Regions from separate parts of the Cricetulus griseus genome. Here region 1 is linked to region 2. The links are chromatin contacts, called in public Hi-C maps. All regions are on one chromosome and are shown on one strand. The core of a region is the stretch at or near the end of the contact, and the rest is flanking DNA. Distances in the headings are between cores, read along the strand shown. Region 1 overlaps Sp2 (transcription factor Sp2). Region 2 has its middle 29 kb from the start of Copz2.

Region 1 (2,700 bases), core at 180-2,679, 90 kb before region 2:
GAATCCATCAAAGAGTGTTTCCAGGAGCAAGAACGGTTAGCTGTCAGATCCCAAAAGATGAGGGCTCAGGTGTTGGAGTTAGCAGTTAGATTTGGTAACATGAGGTCTGGGAGCATTAGCAATTTTGGTAGCATGAATGGGGCAATACAACCTGGTTGAGCCAAGTTTAAGAATGACTATTGGAAGTAATTAGGAACAGCAAGTACAGACCCTCCTTGGCTTAGTATGAGGCTGTTTGTTGGGTAAATTGGAAGTCAAACATGCACTTTAATATACCCAGCCTTCCAAATATAGTGAGGGGTGTAGTTCCATTGGAAGAATGCTTGCCTAGCATGAATGAAGCCCTGGGTTTGAAAACCAGGCGTGCAGCCGGGCAGTGGTGGCACAGGCTTTTATCCCAACACTTGGGAGGCAGAGGCAGGTGGATCTCTGAGTTTGAGGCCAGCCTGGTCTACAGAGCAAGTTTCAGGATAGCTAAGGCTACACACAGACATCCTGTCTTGAAAACAACAAAAAAGAAGGAAATAAAAGAAAACTAGGTGTAGAGATACACATCTGTATTCACAGCACTCCAGAAGGGTCAGGGGTTCAAGGTCATCCTTGGCTCCTTAGTGTATATGAGGCCATCCTGAACTACATCAGTATAACCTCTCTCAAAAAACAAAGACCTCTTAGTTTGGTGAGAGCTGAACAAAATTGTTTACCACAAAGCATTTTTATAAAATGTTGGCTATTATGTAACTTATTGAATACTGTACTAAAAGTAGGAAACATAATCATGAGTATGTTTTCATGTACTATATAAGGTTGAGAAGTTAAGTTGAAGGCCTGCAGGTTAGTTAGCTCAGTGCTTGGAGGTGTTAGCCCAGTGCCTGTCTTGTCAAGGTTAGTCTGACAACCCGAGTTCAATCCCCAGGACCCACATGATGGAGAGAGAGAACCACCTCCCACAAGATGTCCTCTGACCTCCACATGTTAGCCATGGCATGTGTATAGCAATATGCCAGTGTATACACATGTATATACAAATAATATATGATTAAAATGTGAAAAAAAAGTGTTAAGTTGAACCATAGAATTAAGGAACTGTCTGCACAAGGTGACTGAGGGGTTTTGTCTGAGAGGAGAGGTTAGGAATCACAGCTCAGAAAGGAAGTGTAACTTCTTGATAAAGTTGTGTGTACATCTCAGGGTCATGGCTCAGCTGGAGTCACAGTGAGGATGGAGAAGACCTCTGTTCTCTCCATTTGGCCTGTGGCATTAGCAGCCTCTTCCCAGAGTTGTTCTGCAACGAAAGGCGTGAACGTCATCTTCCTGTGTTGTGGTTGCTGGGTGTTCAGTTGTCCGGGCAGTCTGGAGTCTGTCACAGCCCAGCTTGCTCCCTCCACCCTTCATCCAGGCTGATTTGCCAGTTTCCCTGGAGGTCGTTTTGTTCTTTAAAACCAGCCATGGCTTGCTTTTTCCTCACCCGCTCTGAATTCTTCTAGGCTAGGCAACTGGGAAAGCCTGTCCTTAGAAACTGCCTTACTGGCTTCTGGCCCAGTCAGACTGACCAAAATAGCCACCAGAAGGACTGTTTGCACACAGTGAAATTCCTGCTGGGGAAATGCCATAGTGGAGGGCCAAGTAAGCCATAGCTGTGAAGGTTTAAAACCAAACCAAACCAATAGCCTAGGGTCTGGGTGTGGACTTTGAGCCCTCTTCTAGCCTGGGACAGCCTGATTGATAACCAGGGTTCTAGGGTCCTTCCTGTTAGATCATGTTTTCCCAAGCCAGTCAGCCAGAGAAAGACAGACACCCCCCTGTCCCCGGGATAGAGCCACGTTCCCTACCCTGTGGTGAGGCCTGCGTTGCCAAGGGTGCTCCAGGGAGTGTACACTGGCACCCAGCAAGGTCATCTGCTTCTAGAGAGTAAGTGAGAAACAGCCCCTAGAGATTATAAATGGCCAAAGGGAGAGCTCGGGCTTCAGGCTCCCAGGAAGAGAAAGAATGGGAGAGAGGGGGGAAGGACAGGGAGGAGGCCTGTTGCTTGGTTCCTCTAAACTTTATCAAAAGAGCTTTTGGAAACTATGGGAGGCTGTTGCCCCAGGAGTGGATGGATAGGATTCTGGGTTTACAAAGGTAGTCTTCCATATGTGTCCTGGCTGGATAAAGGGAGGGGGCCAGAGGCTGGAAGCTGCCCTGGAGGCTGTGGGTAGGAGTTCGGGCTGAGTGAGGGTGATTTAAGCAAAGGCCATGGGACTGGAGAGTAGAAAGGAGACTTCTATGGGTGAAAGGAGTCATGAGGACCTAGTTATCCACCAGGAGGGCGATGCTCAGGGTTCTGCTGTGATCGGAACTACCAGGAAGAAGCTACATTCCAGAGATTCCTGTATTCTTACCCTCTCCCCTGCAGCTGTCCCTGTACTGGGAACCAGGTCTGGAGTCTAAAGAGCAGGTCCTTGTTGCCATACCTTCCGCCCACAGTCACTGAAGTGGGTGCTAATGCTAGCAAAGGACCTGACTTCATCTCAGGCCAGAAAGGACCCCAAGGACATGATATACCAGTCACAAAATGGCTGTCAACAATTTTTGCTAGGGAGGAAAATGAAAAAAAGCTGGCCTAAAGGAATAAGCATTTGCTTGAATCAACAGCAAAGCCCTAAGCAAGGGAAGGGCAGCAGAGATAAGCTCCTCCGTCTAAAGGCAGGCCTGTGAAGG
Region 2 (2,700 bases), core at 49-2,548:
TAACCCTGCAGGATGGTTAAAGAGCACAGTGGCTCCTGAGAGAACTGTTTGGAAAGAATCATTTCACACAGCATTTATAGCCAGCTGTGGTGATGACTCACACCTGTAATCCCAATGAGCCTGTAGTGCCAGCTGCTGGGAGACAGAGGAGGACCATCACAAGTTTGAGGCTAGCCTGGTCTGCAGTGTGAGACTTTATCTCAAGAAAAAAAAAAGAGAGAGAGAGAGAAGCTGGGTGTAGTGGTGAATGCCTTAATTGCAGTGTTCAGGAGGAGGCAGAGGCAGGTGGATCTCTGTAAGTTCAAGGCCAGCCTGGTCTACATAGAGAGCTCCAGGACAGCCAAGGCTACACAGTGAGACCCTGTCTCAAAAAGGAGGAGGAGGAGGAGGAGGGAGAGGAAGAGAGAGTATGGAATAGAGGGGAAGGAAGAGAGGGAAAGGCATGAGAGAGAAAAGGAAACACCGTGAGTCTGGTTTGTGTTTTTCTGTTTGACAAAGTCTTGCCCCATTTCTCAGGCTGGCCTGAATTTCTCAGGCACTCCTACCCAACCTCAGCCTCCTACAGGCACCACTGTGCCCAGCTATAATTTCATTTCAACATTCTGCCATTGTTAAAAGCAACCTGGAAACCTCATTTTTGAAAGATGTTAGCAATAAATCATCCCACTTCCCAAAGATGCAGATCTAGAGCCTCTGAGGGAGCCAACCAAATGTGCCACAACGGAAGATAGTTCTCCCAGAACCTGACCACATGTTTTCAGCCATGGAAGCATTTGGAACAAGTGCAGCCTCCTGGGGAGGTTCTTTGGAAGGAATATCCTCCAAGAGAGAAATGGCTCCTAGGGTATTTGCTTATAAATTTGCCTCATTACTTGATAGTCAAACTGCACACCATCTTAGAGTTCCAGGTCCCGGCGGACAGGACCTATGTGATGGCCACATTCTTCTTGGCTCATTTGTTAAAGTGTTAGGCCAGTGGAGCTCAGCCTTAAACCCCTCAAAAGGGCTATTTATATTCGCCCGGAGACGAACCCTTAACCTCTAAGATCAGTCATGGGGAGGCAGGTGGACAAAGGAAGATATACAAGGTGATCAATTCCCAACATCTCAAAACACGCATCAGACTGATGGAAGACAGGTACCATTGACTTCCTATCATAATGGACTGCAGGAAATATGAAGCCATGATAAGCTCATGCAGTGATCAGCTGAACTAAGGCAGCCTGGGCTCCAGCCAGAGCAGAGGAAGGTTGACTGAACACTGTTTCTTTGGCTTTCTTTCCCATCACTCAAGTCCAAAGTCTTAGGGCTCAGTGCCTTTTCCCTCTCTCCCTAACGTCCCTTCTGTCACCGTACTTTGCCCTGTTTTTGTAGTCAGTCTTGATTTTCTCATGTCTTCCTTTGCTCATTCCTGATCTCCATTCTCTCCCTCATAAGTGTATTATTCTATATACCACCGTAATACAGCTAGATTAATCTTCCCCTGGAAAAAAGAGGGAAAAGGAAAATGAGCTGTGCATAGTGGTGCCCACCTTTAATCCCAGCACTAGAGATGCAGAAGCAGGTAAATGTCTGTAATTTTGAGGCCAGCCTGGGAGTGGAGGGTTCTAGGACAGCCAGGGCTACAGAGAGAGACCCTGTCTTAAAAGGAAAAAGAAAAAGAAAGGAAAGGAAAGGTATAAAAAAAAAAAAAAACAGCCAGGTGGTGGTGGTGTATGCATTTAATCCTAGCACTCAGGAGGCTGAGGCAGGCGGATCTCTGTGAGTTCAAGGCCAGAGTAGTCTACAGAGCAAGTTCCAGGACAGCCAGGGTTATTACACTGAGAAACCCCATCTTGAAAAACTAAAAAGAAGAAATAATAGAAGATTTGTGACTATTTATTCATGGATAGGGCACAAAAGCCATGGACTTGTGTGTAGGTTAGAGCACAACTTGAGGCAGTTTTCTCAACCTACCATATGGGATCTCGAGATGAAACTCAGGGTTTTGTTTGTTTGTTTGAGACAAGGTTTCTCTATGTAGTCCTGGCTGTCCTGGAACTCTGTGTGTAGACCAGGCTGGCCTCAGACTCAGAGATCCACCTGCCTCTACCTCCCTAGTGCTGGGATTAAAGTCAGACACCACTACTTCCTGCTTTCAAACTAAGATCTTAAGACTTAGTGGCAAGCACCTTTACCCACTGAGCCATCTCATGGGCCCAATTTGTAGTTTTATAAGTACTTCCTCTTTTTTTGTTCTTTTTTTACAGTGGAACTTGGAGATTGCTATGGCAGCATACACATATAACCCCAGTACTTTGAAAATAGAGACAAATAGAATCAGGAGTTCAAGGTTATCCTCACTACATAGAAAATTTTATGTCAGCCTAGGGTACATGAAACCGTATGGAAGTGAATGAGGGGGCGAAGAAAGGAAGGGACTAAAAACCCTTCAGAGGTCATAATTGGGTGTGGCCATACATCTCTGGCATCCAAGAATTCCTGAGGCTGAAACAGGAGGATCTCAGGGTGCTTGCTATTGGTTTCATATGGAATGAATGATTCACACACCCTTCGACCACCCAAGGAACAAAAAGCTATCACAATGCCCATTTTATTGACAAGAAAACAAAGGCTTAGACATCCAGCTGGTGAGAAGGGAAACCAGTGTTGATAATAGCCCCATGACTCTCACTCACCCTGCTGCGGCTATATTTGAAC

What was found. A called contact is a pair of places that touch in the nucleus more often than the background predicts.
Region 1: a Hi-C map of the CHK-Q cell line shows a contact between it and region 2, with 4 times the contacts expected there. The contact joins two enhancer-like sites. A contact is called at or near these places in 3 of 8 Hi-C or Micro-C datasets (the CHK-Q cell line and the CHO-K1 cell line).

The regions. Positions count from the first base shown.
Region 1 is chr7:110,120,925-110,123,624 of CriGri-PICRH-1.0, reverse strand. The region is part of intron 1 of Sp2 (transcription factor Sp2); the gene reads left to right. The region is part of intron 5 of LOC103160422 (a long non-coding RNA gene); the gene reads right to left. Among named protein-coding and RNA genes, the nearest start is that of Sp2, 7.8 kb to the left of the region's middle. Within about 2 kb of position 1,429, at least 3 of the 6 cell types and tissues checked have open chromatin away from gene starts, as enhancers often do.
Region 2 is chr7:110,030,764-110,033,463 of CriGri-PICRH-1.0, reverse strand. No RefSeq gene overlaps it. Among named protein-coding and RNA genes, the nearest start is that of Copz2, 29 kb to the right of the region's middle. Within about 2 kb of position 1,298, at least 1 of the 6 cell types and tissues checked has open chromatin away from gene starts, as enhancers often do.